Regions from separate parts of the Mus musculus genome. Here all the other regions are linked to region 1. A link is a contact called in public HiChIP or PLAC-seq and promoter capture Hi-C data. All regions are on one chromosome and are shown on one strand. The core of a region is the stretch at or near the end of the contact, and the rest is flanking DNA. Distances in the headings are between cores, read along the strand shown. Region 1 holds the start of Bid (BH3 interacting domain death agonist). Region 2 holds the start of Tmem121b (transmembrane protein 121B). Region 3 holds the start of Il17ra (interleukin 17 receptor A). Region 4 overlaps Hdhd5 (haloacid dehalogenase like hydrolase domain containing 5).

What was found. Promoter capture Hi-C pulls out the DNA fragments that hold promoters and counts their contacts. HiChIP or PLAC-seq counts read pairs in DNA pulled down with a chosen protein or histone mark.
Region 2: a contact with region 1 is called in a promoter capture Hi-C map of pre-B cells. The contact joins the promoter of Tmem121b here to the promoter of Bid in region 1. A contact is called at or near these places in 4 of 39 promoter capture datasets (the C10 cell line, liver, neural stem cells and 1 more) and 2 of 115 datasets of contacts at active chromatin or transcription factors (large pre-B cells and memory CD8 T cells).
Region 3: an H3K4me3 HiChIP or PLAC-seq map of pro-B cells shows a contact between it and region 1, with 8 times the contacts expected there. The contact joins the promoter of Il17ra here to the promoter of Bid in region 1. A contact is called at or near these places in 2 of 39 promoter capture datasets (liver and pre-B cells) and 5 of 115 datasets of contacts at active chromatin or transcription factors (bone marrow-derived macrophages, large pre-B cells, microglia and 2 more).
Region 4: a contact with region 1 is called in a promoter capture Hi-C map of embryonic stem cells, with 2.7 times the contacts expected there. The contact joins the enhancer-like site here to the promoter of Bid in region 1. A contact is called at or near these places in 5 of 39 promoter capture datasets (cranial neural crest, embryonic stem cells, liver and 2 more) and 2 of 115 datasets of contacts at active chromatin or transcription factors (fetal liver and large pre-B cells).

What each region holds. Positions count from the first base shown.
Region 1 is chr6:120,915,098-120,918,313 of GRCm38.p6, reverse strand. It overlaps Bid (BH3 interacting domain death agonist), which reads left to right and starts at 1,490. Exons shown (of 6, transcript NM_007544.4): 1 at 1,490-1,580.
Region 2 is chr6:120,492,348-120,495,412 of GRCm38.p6, reverse strand. Tmem121b (transmembrane protein 121B) reads left to right here and starts at 1,467. Exons shown (of 1, transcript NM_033567.2): 1 at 1,467-3,065. The coding sequence starts at 1,659.
Region 3 is chr6:120,461,805-120,465,254 of GRCm38.p6, reverse strand. Il17ra (interleukin 17 receptor A) reads right to left here and starts at 2,058. Exons shown (of 13, transcript NM_008359.2): 1 at 1,789-2,058. The coding sequence starts at 1,926.
Region 4 is chr6:120,509,349-120,512,719 of GRCm38.p6, reverse strand. It overlaps Hdhd5 (haloacid dehalogenase like hydrolase domain containing 5), which reads left to right. Exons shown (of 8, transcript NM_144815.2): 7 at 1,901-2,089; 8 at 2,258-3,226. The coding sequence ends at 2,585. Among named protein-coding and RNA genes, the nearest start is that of Gm38888, 11 kb to the right of the region's middle. Within about 2 kb of position 1,364, at least 34 of the 459 cell types and tissues checked have an H3K27ac peak or open chromatin away from gene starts, as enhancers often do. A contact at or near this core is called in embryonic stem cells, where this site is marked.

The sequences.
Region 1 (3,216 bases), core at 241-2,740:
TATATGTGCACCACATGTGTGCCTGGTCCTCATAGAGGCCAGAAGGGGGGTCAGTCCCTTGGAATTAGAATAACAGATGATTGTCAGCCACCATATGGGTGCTAAGTACTGAACCCAGATGGATGCTCTGTAAGAGTGAGAAGTGCTTTTAACCAGTGAGCCATCTCTCCAACCCTGCCCCCGCTGTTCATCACCAAGCTCTTCCACTATGTGATTTCAAGTGTAACTTTTTTTTTGGCGGGGGGTGGGGGGGTGGGGGAGTGGGGGGTGGGGTGGGGTTGGTTTTTCGACAGACAGGGTTTCTCTGTATAGCCCTGGCTGTCCTGGAACTCACTTTGTAGACCAGGCTGGCCTCGAACAGAGGCCTCCCAAGTGCCGGGATTAAAGGCGTGCGACACCACGCCCGGCTTCAAGTGTAACTTTTATTGATCGTAAAATTAGAGCCATCTTCCTTTAAGAAGAATTGGAAAATATAAAGAGGAAAAAGAAACCCTGGAGATGGCTCGGTTTGTAAAGTACTTCATATGCGTAAGAACTGGACTTTGGATCCCTAGCACCCATGTAAAAAATAGAGTGCTGTGTGTATCTACAATTCCATTGTTATTGGTGCACAGTGGAAGCTTCCTGGAGCTCACCTGGCAGTCAGCCTAGGGAAATCACGCGTGGAGCTGGGAAGCTGGTCCACTCCCCTCACCCCACACCATCTCAAAAGAAAAAAAAAAAAGGTGGAAAGGTGGAGAGTGATGAAGGAAAACACTGACCTCTGGCTTAAATACACACATACACACACAAACACACACCAACCATGTGATTTTTTTTTTTTTTTTTTTTTTTTTTTGTCTTCTCAGATCCAGTTTCTCTGCTCAGGAACAGCAATTTCCATGGTTCTATTTACTTCCTCATACTTCCAGAATTCACTTTCTTGTTTCTCTTTCACTTTTGTCACTGTCACGTGTCCTTTGGGGGTACTGGCTGGCACTTAAGTATATAGCATTGGGACTTCTCTGGACAGGGGAACTAGCTAGCAGTTTGAGATTATCTGCTAGCCTCCTGGTTCTTTCCACATTCATCCTTGCTGATTCATTCCATGACCGAGAACCCCGCAACCCCCATCCCTGCCTTCCCCACAAGAGTTTAAAAATTCTGCAAGCAGCTGCGCAGGAGAAACAATAGGGACCTCCCAGCATCTCTGATAGGGCCGATTCTGACAGGGTCACTAGTCTTGAGTGTGCCAACCCTGCTATGTAATACATCAAGACAATGCGGAGAGGTCGGGATCAAGTATGACACCCCATCCTCACGAGGGCAGGTCGCCCAGGCTTTGGGGACTCTGGGGAGCGCAGGTTCCGGGTGTACCTTCCTTCCTGTCCCCCGTAGCGAGCCGGTAGGACCCTTGGGTTTCCGCAAAGTGTGGCCAGTCGGAGGGCGGAGCATCCGGAGGGCGGGGCTATCACAGGGGCGGGGCTCCCGGGCGAGCACGAGGAAAGGTAGGTGGAGTAGAGCGCCGGGCCGAGTGTGGCTCCGCAAACCTTTGCCTTAGCCCGTTCGCCGCCCGGTACCGGCGCAGCGGCGTCTGCGTGGTGAGTATGCCCACCCTACTGGGCGCCCCCACAGTTCCCCTCTGGGAGGACGGGGTCGGCACGGAGCTCAGTTTCGTATGCTATCGATCCTTCGTGATGGCGGGGCTCTTGCGCCTTGATGGAGGCGGGGTGAGGGCGCCGGCCACAGGGTGCCACCGCGGAGCTGAGGGGAAGGCACTCACTCGAAGGCCTGGGGCGTGCGCCACTCGCGGTCCCCCTCAGCGCTCGGTCCTGGTCCGCTTCGGGCAGGCCTCCTGGTGGACCCGGGGTCCCCGCGGTCGCGCGCCACTCGGCAGGTGCGCGCAGAGCTGGAAAGGCGGGCCTGAGGTCTCGCTGCGCTCCGCTATGGCCACCCACAAAAATCAACAAGGAACGGCTACAGCCCACAAATGGGCCCTGCAAAAGCCCTGGAACCCCAACCCAGGGAACACAGACCTTGGAAGACTGCAGCGAGGGGCACCTTTCCTACACCCGTGGGCACTACTGTGTGCACAGCTCACACTCACGCCTGAACTGTGAGGAAGTGGCTGACCCCTCCGCATCTCCAGTACCCAAAATGGTTTGAAAATGTGCACAGACTGGTTGCTGATGTTTTTAAAAAGTTTGTTGAATGGTTGGCTGAATAACCCTATAGGATTCTAGAAGAAACCCACAGTCTTCAGCCACCAAGTGGCCTGGGCCCACAAGGATTCACACATTCGTTCATTCATTCTTTCGTACATTCATTTACATACTCAACAAATAAGTGTGGACCAGGGACGGATCAGGGTAGAACTTTGTGGGTGGTGAGAGGCTGGAATGAAGAGCTCTGTAAAGGACCAGGTGGTGTTGAGTATGGGACTTCTAGGCTGGGCTTGACCTTCATCTGATAAGCCACATAGTTCTGAGTCAAGAGCATCCTGAGGACCCAGGCAGGGCTCCCCTACTTTCCCAGGCTACTGCCTGGTGCCATGGCCAGGATTGCCCTTACTGGAAGACTACCTTGAAGCCGGGTCTAGGATAAGCTAGCTGTGGAATGGAGCTGGGAGAAACCACAAGAAGGATGTGGACTTTCCACATTCCAGCTCTACCCAACCAGGAGACTTTGCAGCCCTGCCCCATCCCCTGGGACTTGGTCCCAGGCACTACCCTGGCAGTCAGCTCTGAGTGTTTCCATGGGGGGGGGGGGAGCCTGATCCAGTGCTGGGGCTGAGTTCAGAGGCTTTAATACTTGAGTGGGCTGAGCTCTAAGAAGGACTCGGCTGGGTGGTGGTGGGGAAGCAGGGTGGCGATTGTGTGTGTCCTGGCCTCTACTGCCTCTCTTGCCCAGAGAGGGAATGGCAGGGAGGTTGGCTTATTACAGCTGGGTTAGCAGGCATTTCACCCACTGACGCAAGGTGCTATCTCCTGGCTACTGCGGGGTGGAGTTGGGTACAGGCTTTGGTGATGGCAAGTGAAGAGAAGCCGGCTGGATGTGGCATGCTCTATAAAGAGATTTAAGTAGCCCCAAGGTGGCCAGGTTACTGGAGCTCTGAAGGATGAGTTGAGGGTGTACCTGAAAAGTGGGCTGTTAGGGCAGTTACTGGCGAGGCTGGGGGAGGGGAAGTGATGCTCACAGCTTGAGGTTACCTGGTTCCTCTTATTTGCAAGAAAGAAT
Region 2 (3,065 bases), core at 218-2,717, 420 kb after region 1:
AGAGTCTGCAGGAGGAGGAGGAAGACGAGGGCAAGCTCCTAACTTGTTCCTATGGACTGGGAGTGAATTACACAGAAGCCCCAGAACCTTCTCGAGCCCCAAATGCTATTGTAGTTTTCTTCTCCTCTACCTCTAAAAGCAGGACTTTACCTCCTGCCCTTCAGGACTCCTACCAGTGGGGTTGGAAGGGGGAGGGCAGCCCCTAGGCAGACTCAGCCCATGGACCGGAATGGGCAAGGCTGGCCTTGAACCTTCAAAGCTCCTGTTTCAGGTTCCTGAGTACCTGGGGTTACAGAGGAGCTGGCTTGTGACACCAGGCTCTGCTGGAGTTTATTCTTTTGCATGCTTCCATACCTCTAAAGATCCCCCCACCCCCTTTCTTGGTCAGACATATTTTCCTGTTATTTCATCTCCTGCTTTAGCTTTTTTTTTTTTTTTTTGATGACAGGGTCTCACATAACCCAAAGCTGGCCTCAAACTTGCTATGTAGTCAATGGTGACTTTGGATTTCTGAGCCTTCTGCTCGACCTCCTCAGACCTGGAATCAGATGTGGGGTGATGGGGAGGAACCCCTCCGCGCTGCATGCAAGCTAGGTACAAACCTTTCAGAATACCAAAGATGAGCCTGGCTAAGCAAGCAACTGCCCCACCCCAGGTCTCCAGAGTGGCTTCCTGCCCTGGCCCTGGCCTCCCCTACCCCAGGACTAGACAGTGGTATTTGCACCCCACCCTCTTCCTAAGCCCTCTTCTCAGCAATTATATTCAGGGAGCCTTTTCATTAACTGGAAACTGAAGATCTCCGAGGGGAGGACAGCTTTGGATGTGTGAAAATGCAGTACTTGGTTGGGAGTGCTCCTTCTGAATAATAGAATTGGGGGTGGTGTTTGTTTGGTTTGGTTTCTGGTGGTGGGTTGGAACCCAGGACTGGATGCATACAAGGCGGGTCATTCTACCAATTGAGATACACCATCCCCGAGCTCTTTCTGGTTCTTTTTTTATTTAACTTTTTAATCACTTCCATTGAGTTCTCAGGGCCTTTACGGAAGGAGATGGCAGAATGGTCGTTGGCGCACAGAGGAGAAGTTGGCTTGCGCTTCCTCCTGATAGGCAAGAAAGGACAGTGGTGCTTGGAAGCACGAAGTTGTGGTCTACACTGAGACCAAGGCCACCCAGCAGTTCAGGTTCAGCCCTTAGGGCTGTGGAGCTAGAGACTTCATGTTCCTATCCCGCCTGGCCTGATACGCTTTCAACTCTACTCCGGCACCTCAGTTCTCCCTCCTTTCCTTCCTGCTGATCCAGCCAGCCAGGCTTTCTCCTCCTCTATTCTCGCCTCCTCTCTCCCTCGAATCCAGTCCTGGTTTCCCCGCTGCCAGCTCCTTCTGCTGCCTGCTGGGCTCGCTCCCCTCCTCCGCCCCCGCCTCTCCGGTCCCGGCGGTCTGCTCGGCTCCCCCGCGCTCCCCCAGCTCAGCCACCCGCGGCTTCACTCGCCCAGTCCGGCCGCTCCAGTCCGGATCTCTCTGCCTCCCGACCCGGGTGCGAGTTCCAGCAGCTGGCGAGGAGGCGGCAGCGGCTGGCCCGGGTTCCCCTCTGCCGCCTCGTCAGCCCGAGGTTGACGGGGAGAGAGCGGCCGGGCAGCCCCTGGAGCCCCTCCGAGGACAATGCACCCGGCGCTGGGCCACCCTCGCGCGCTCTCGTCCGCGCCCGCCTCCTTTCCGCCGCCCCCCGCCGCAGCCCGGCTACAGCCCCTCTTCCTCCGGGGGGGCTCCTCCCGCGGCCGGAGAGGCTCGGGCGACAGCAGCACCAGCACCAGCACCAGCCGCGGGGGGTGCGGCGGCAGACGCGGCGGAGGCGGCGGCTCCCCGAGCAGCAGCACAGGCGCGGAGCGAGAGGACGACGACGAGAGCATTAGCATCAGCAAGCCACTGGTGCCCGCCGCCGCCGCGCTCCCCGGGCCCCCAGCTCAGGGGGGCGTCCCAGTCTCCGCCACCGCGCCCGCCGCCGCCTCCTCCACTTCCACGCCCACCTCTTCCTGCAGCATGACCGCCGCGGACTTCGGCGCGGGCGCCGCGGCCGGCACCGTCGGGGGCCCCGGGAGCCGCTCGGCGGTGGGCGCAGGCGGCACCGGGACCGGCGGCGCCGCCTCCTGCTGCTCGTGCTGCTGTTGCTGCTGCGGCCGCCCCACTCGCTCCGGCCGTAGGGGTCGGCGCCGGGGCTGCTCGCCAAGCCCCGGCTGCCGCTGGGGCTACCAGGCGCTGTCTGTGGTGCTGCTGCTGGCGCAGGGCGGTCTGCTGGACCTGTACCTCATTGCAGTCACTGACCTGTACTGGTGCTCTTGGATCGCCACCGACCTCGTGGTGGTGGTGGGCTGGGCCATCTTCTTCGCCAAGAACAGCCGGGGCCGTCGGGGCGGCCCAGCGAACAGCATGCACAACCACCACCAGCTCCACCACCACTCGGCTCCGCCTCTGCACCTATCCGCAGCGGCGTCGGCGGGGGCCGGGGCCAAGGCTCGCGGGGGCCGAGGAGGTTCTGGAGGCTCCGGAGCCGGGCCGGGGACGACTGGGGCAGCGGGCGAGTTCGCTTTTGCGTACCTGGCCTGGCTCATCTACTCCATCGCTTTCACCCCTAAGGTGGTGCTCATCCTGGGCACATCCATCCTGGACCTCATCGAGCTGCGCGCGCCCTTTGGCACCACGGGCTTTCGCCTTACCATGGCGCTGTCCGTGCCGCTGCTCTACAGCCTAGTGCGTGCCATTAGCGAGGCGGGCGCGCCCCCGGGCTCGGCGGGTCCCCTGCTCCTGCAGCCACAGCAGCATCGCGCCGCGGGCTGCTTCCTGGGCACGTGTCTGGACCTGCTGGACAGCTTTACACTGGTGGAGCTGATGCTGGACGGCCGCGTGCCGCTTCCGGCGCACCTGCGCTACCTGCTCATCGCCGTCTACTTCCTCACTCTTGCCTCCCCAGTGCTCTGGCTGTACGAGCTGAACACTGCCACAGCAGCTCCGTCCTGGGGTCAGACCTCCGGGCCCGGAAGCTGCAGCCGCCTTTTACGTTTGCTGGGCGGC
Region 3 (3,450 bases), core at 809-3,308, 450 kb after region 1:
CAGAGGCAGGTGGAGTTTGAGGCCAGCCTAGTCTAGAGTGAGATCCAGGACAGCCAGGGCCACACAGAGAAACCCTGTCTGGAAAACAAAACAAAAACAAACAAACAAAAACTCAAAATAAATAAATAAAAACTAAAACTAAACTAAAACTCAACTCAAAATAAATAAATAAAAACTAAAAAAACTAAGACCCCCAAGATTTATGGCAGGGACTGTAGCTGAGGGTCTGGGTGAACTTCCACAGACCTCACAGCCTAAAATTTTGGCTCAGCTCCCACCCATCTCTCTCTGCTGTTCCACAGATGCCCCCATCTTCCACTTGACCCTGCTTGTTTCAGGTACCGTTCCACCAGTGAGATTTTTGAACGCTTTAAGCGAAATGTTTCTGAGGCTCCTGGTTTGGAACAGAACTGCTCAAATGTCTTTTCAGTGAGAAACAGCCCAGCTGGGGGTCATTTTCTCCTCCCTGGATTCTGCACACACCGATTGTGCAAAGCACTCTTGCAAGACGTTCCTACATCCAAGACAACTTCATCCTGGACACTGCAGTCCCAGGAATCATCTTTCTCTACTTTCAGTTTACTTGTATCGTGAGGCCCTTGGCAAAGGACTAGCCAGACACAAACAGCAATCCTCTATGTTTTGACACTTTGGCCCTGTCTGAAGATGTCACTCTGACTTTCCCAGTACGGGGAGCACTATGACATTTCCCAGCAGCCCTCAGACTTTTTTAAAAAACACAGTTTTTCCAGTAAAAATAGTCACCCTCTCCCCACCCTCTTTTGGTAAATCTACAAAATTAGATAAGAACTATCCTTTTGTTTCATATCCTCCGACTCAGCGACTGGACACAGTTCCTGGGGTCAGCTGTGGAAGTGGAGGGGAAGGGGCTGGAAAAACCAGTGGAGGAAGAGAAGGCTTGAAGGGAGACAGGGAGGAAAGTTTATGCGTGGAACAGACACTAGGTTTTGCACAGGTTCGCTGTTTTTTTGTTATGCTTTGTTTTGACAGTAAGTAAGGTTCAACCGCCAGGGGTGTGTCAGTTTCCTAAGAGCGCAGCGGGGCGTGGGGGTGGGGTGGTCCTCCCTGGCAGTAACAAACTGGCAGACTTCCACACATGTTAACTCAATTTTGGCAGGCTCGGTTCTGGGACACACGTGGTGGTGAAAAAAAGATGGGATGGACGGCATCTTTCAACCCACATCCTGTTTGATTCCCCTGGGCACTGGGCTCGCCCGCACTACCCAACCTGTGGGGACCCCCGAGGCCAGGCTGGGGCACCTGAGCATGGGAGAGCTGGAGGATTGACTGCTCAGGAAGCAAGGAGTTAGGGGCCAGTCCAGATTATTTCAGCTCCTGCCAAGGTTAGGTCCATGTCCATCCCGAGCTGCCAGCCTCTGGTGCCTCCATCTTCCAATTCCGAGGCCCAGACGGAATTGTCACCCCGCCTCGCGCTACCAGTGACTCCGCCGCCCGCGTAGTTTCCCTAGAACTCCCCCTCACCGCGACTCCACTCCCGGAGTCGCTGCCAGCGCGCCTCCACGCTGCGCCCATGCCCGGGACCGTCCTCCGAGCCCCTAGGGCGGACTTTCAGCCTCCCCGGGCCCGCCAGAGCCTGGGCCGTCCGCCCCTTCGCACTCGCGACGGCTCTCAGCACCTTTGACAGCCCTCCGCACTCCCGACGGCCCTCCCGACGCCCGCCCCTCTGACACCTCTTCACCACCCTCCGCCGTCCTCTCCACCACCCCCGACGGCCCGGGCATCCCCGCTCCGCCCGGCTTCTCTCACCTCCTGCGCGCAGACCGGAGCCGGGAAGTCGAGGAGGCGCGGGGAGGCGCGGCCCGGGGCCAGAACGTTCAGCAGCAGAAGCAGCCATCCCAGCGCGGGCCCGGGGACGACCCGTGGCCAGCAGCGCCGAATCGCCATAGCCCTCGGCCCGGTCGCGGAGCGCTCGCAGCTGGCTCCGCGCGACAGCGAGGGCCCGCGATGGCTTTCCCGGCCGAGGACTGGCGCTCGTCGGCTTCACACGGCCTCCTCTGTCCCGCTTCCGGCTCCCCCGAGGGCGGGCCGCTCGGGGCGGGGCTTGGGTGGGGGCTGTCCTTCCTCTGGCCCCGCCTCCGCCTTGGCCCAGGTGTGCTCCTGGCCTCTTTGGCTCTCCTTGGATGTTGCTCAGCTAAGTAAGATAGGAGCCCAGGAACCCGTTTTAAGGAGCCGAGCCCCGCTGTCAACTTGCTGTGGAGCTATGACTGTCCTCGCCATCGTACCCTCCCGGTTTACACTGATCTGTTTCATCATTTTAGTCTAATTTCCGACTCGGGACTCCAAGGAGTTTGTTTGCTCAATCTCCCTTTCAGTTTTTATGGAGAAACAAGCCCATCGCATCGTCGTAATGCTTATTTCTCGTTTTTGTTTTTTTTGTTTTTTCTACAAAGTTCTAGTTTTTGATGGCCAGATCATGTAGCTTAAGTCTCATATAGCAAGTCCATGAAACTATATTTTTTCCCTTTCAGCGTTGAATCATACATTTGCACACTCAAAAACAAAACAAAACAAAACAAAACAAAAACCCAACAAAACAAAACAAAACCCTGGACAGTGAATTAGTCACCTCATGGCTGGACTAAAGCAAACACGGCATTCTGTAACAGAGATGTGTGTGTGTGGGGGGGGGGGGGTAGCATTGCTAAGTATGAAGGGTTAAAAGTGGATCAGAGGAGGGAAACGGAGACAGCCTGTGTAGACAGCCAGCTCTTTCAAGGAGCCTCACTGTGGCCTCGCCGAGTGCAGTTTGGCTGGGTAAGGTACACAGCATAGGAAGGTTTGAGGCCAGGCTGAGGGCAGAGGCGTGGAAGGATGGGGGACTGAGCAGTACAACGGACAGAGTCTCTGACAAGGCCTGGGGATGCCCTCTAGAACCCCCTGGAGAGAAAAAAAAAATTCAAAGAAGCCACTAGGAATTCAAATTTCTCCAAGACTAACACTTCTTGTAATGAAAATATGTGCTCATGGTTGCACCGCTGCTAAAAACTGCATTCTGGGTATCAACCGCAACATCTAAGAATGTGAGGCCACGATCTGACCACCTGGAGTAAGGCACAGGACCCCTTAACGTTGGGAATAAAACCAAGCGCGACTCTCACTGGATGCGCTTATGCGCTCAGTAAGACACGGCTGTACACCGTTTTGCAGAAGGAAACTTTTGTCTTACTGAAACCCTTTGGCTATTTTCTCAGACCCAACAAGGGGCTCTCTCTTTATTACCAAGGTTCTTGGGAGCTGATTCCCATCTCGGGAGGTGTAGTCGCCAGCGGCCACGGAGAACTGGGTTCCCGAAAGGAAAGCTGGGGTTGGATAGGAATGATGACTAGAGAAGAATGAGACCAAGACAAAGATTCTGATCAAGGCCCAATGTTTAATCCTTGAAATTTAAAGGGGGGGCCCCATCCCCCA
Region 4 (3,371 bases), core at 115-2,614, 410 kb after region 1:
TTGAAAGAACAGGGCGGACTGTAGTCTAATGCCGTGGACAGCCTTACTTCAGCTTCAGTGCACTCACTTTTATACACAACTGTGACAAAGAAAGCAGTGACCCAGGGAAGGTCGTGTGGTTCAGATGAACATGGAAATGAACACCAGTGAGTGCATACTAAATATTAACCTAACAGCACAGCCCTTTCTCAGAGCTTCCTCAGGACAGACCAACTTAAACACAATTGCCTGGTGCGTACTATAGATGATATCTGGGAAAGCATGAAAGCGAGGCAGGAGGCCATGTCCAGATGCAGGGCACACTGACCAGAGTGGGTTCTATAGCTGTGTTCTGACATCCAACAAGAATAAGCATGCCGCCAGGCGTGGTGGCACATGCCTTTAATCCCAGCACTCGGGAGGCAGAGGCAGGAGAATTTCTGAGTTCGAGGCCAGCCTGGTCTACAAAGTGAGTTCCAGGACAGCCAGGGCTACACAGAGAAACCCTGTCTCGAAAAAAACTTTAAAAAAAAAAAAAAAAAAGAATAAGCATGCCTTATAAGTTGAATGCAAATGTTTGCATCGGAGGCACAAAACTCACATCCAGCAACAAAACGTACCTCTTTTTTTCCTGTCGCCTCTCTCACAGTTCCCCAAGATATTGTTCACCATGGTCAGTCTTTTGACTGAGTTCTGACAGTTGGCCTAGAATCCCCTATATAAGACGGCTGAACTTGAACTTGAAGAGACCTGTTTGCTTCTTGACCTCCCAAGTGCTGAGTTCAAAGGTGTGCATCACCACCCCCAGCCAGGAAATGAAATTTGTATGTAAACGGGGGACATTGAATATTACATGCCAAGCGCAGTGTCTGTTAGGATTGGGTCAGCGCTGAGGACAGAACACAGACACACTTTACACAAGGTGGCATACTGGCTTTCTTATTAAAGAAGGTAGCAATCAGGCTACGGGCAGTCTTTATTCAGGACACTTACTCCTTTCTGCAGCACACTCCTTAGGCTATGCCTGTATAATTCTAAATGGCTGCCTGAGTGTTAGCCATCACATTAGCATTTCAGAGGGCAGGAAGCAGTCGAGTGGGCTGTTAGCTTGCAACACTGACCAAATACTTGAATAAACAACCTAAAAGGAGGAAGGTTAATTTCTGCTCTATTGATTTGGTGCTTGTGGTGACCCTAATATTGTGATAGGAAGCAAGTTGTGGAGCAAAACTGTTCCCTTTTGATAGCTAGGAGGCAGTGAGGTAGACAGGAGGGAGCCTCCAGGGATGTGTTTCCAGTTTCAGCTGGCTGAAGACTCTAGCGCCAGCCAAGGGATCCTCAGCTGGGACCACGCCTTGAGCTGTGGGGCTGTGTAAGGTCAGGAAGAGCGTGCCTCCTTGTGACCTCTTGTCACAGCCAGGCCAGCACCTCTGCTTCTGCGACTGTTCAGTGGGGCTCACGCGTGTACTAGGTGGCCACACCTAGCTGCAGGGGAGGCAGTGAGCACACTCTGGCAGCCAACAGTTGTGGAGCACCAGTGTTAGGGTTTGGGGGCCAGGTACGATGGCATCGTGGGTAAATGCCTGCTATCAAGCTGACCACCTGAGTTTGAGCCTTGGGACCCATATAAAGTTGGAATGAGAGACTGACTCCAGAAAGTTGTCCTCTGACCACCATATGCTCACTGTGGCACATGTGGGTACATAAAATTAATTTTTTAAAACCCAAAATACAATGTTTTGGGAGTGAGCCTTTCAGGGTTTTCACCCTAGTTTTGCTACCCTGGGGAAACTGCCTGCTCTTGCCTCAGTTTCTTCATGTGAATGACTCTAGGGGAGGGATACAGGTCGGTTGCTTGGAGACAGCTTAGAGAGTGGCAGATGGCCTCAAGGCTAAGTTGCTGAGATCTCTTCTTGGGCAGGTTTGGTCATGGCACCTTTCTGCTTTGCCTGGAAACCATCTACCGGAAAATAACAGGCAATGAGCTGAAATACGAGGGTCTGATGGGCAAACCCAGCATCCTTACTTACCAGTATGCAGAGGACGTGATCAGGCAGCAGGCTGAGAGGCGGGGCTGGGCCGCCCCCATCAGGAAGCTGTATGCTATAGGGTAAGTCCATTGCCTCTCCATTATCATAGCTGCTTTTCTTTCCCTCTGCCCACACCACCCAGGCTTCCCCGAAGCTGAGTCACACCACCTCCAGGCTGTTCTGATAGCTTCGAAACACTAAACTAAGGTTTTTTTCTTCTTTGCCCTCTGGTATTGCTGCCCTGCCAGTGATAACCCTATGTCTGATGTCTACGGTGCCAACCTATTCCATCAGTACCTGCAAATGGCCAATCGTGGAGAGGAGGAACAGCAGACTGGTGGGCAACAGAAGCAGCGGCCTTCAGCAACCCAGAGTTGTGCTTCCATCCTGGTATGCACTGGCATATACAGTTCTCAGGACCCAGGCTCCCAAGTGCCTCCTCCTGGAAGGAGAGAGCTTCCATTCCACGGACACCGAGACTTCAGCTTCAGTCCAGGGCTCCTAGAAGCCTCCCACATTGTTCATGATGTAAACGAAGCTGTGCAGCTGGTTTTCCACCAGGAGGGTTGGGCTTGAGGGGACGGAGATGTAGCAGAGGCAGAGGGGGCTGTTGGAGCATGCGCTCAGGGAATCCTGTGTGCCCGGCTGTGGTCTGGGTCACAGGCATCAAGTCCAAGCCTGGCTTCTTGCCATTACTTCCTGGGACAGAGAAGACTGTAGCTTCAGTAGCTACAGAAAGCCCTTGGGGCAGCATCTCAGGAGAAGGGATGGATTTCTGGGCCCTTCCTGTGCGTCTCTTGCAGTCTGACCTCATGCTGGTCCCTTTACCTCTGTGCCTCAGTGTCAGGTCCTCTCAGTGAGGACCTTCTTTTTCCAGACAGCGTCTCACTATTGTAGTTCCCGCTGTCCTGGAACTCACTATGTAGCCCAGGTTGTCCTGAAACTCAGATCTGCCTGCCTCTGCCTCCCCAGTGCTGGCATCAAAGGTGGGTGCCATCACACCTGCCTCAGTCAGGACTTTAAAAACCGCACAGTGCAACGTTATGTGGAAACTTGTGGAGGGAGAGCCTTTGGTCACACTGAAGGAAGCGCTGTGCCATGCCAGGGAGGGGTGTGGCTGGCACTCTCCATAGTGTTTACTGTATTTTAGAGTGCTGCCCAGAGACTTGGGGGCTTTTTTTTTTTTTTTTAATTAAAAACTATCCTAATATTTGTTACATTGTGTCTTGTGAGGATTTGTGTGGAATGTGCTAGAAGCCCTGTGAGGGGAGGTTTGGGAGAGTGGTACATAGGGTACTCTTCGTGAGTTGAAGGGTTTGTGGCATTTCATTCCCTAAATATGGCGGGCATCACCTCCTCCTG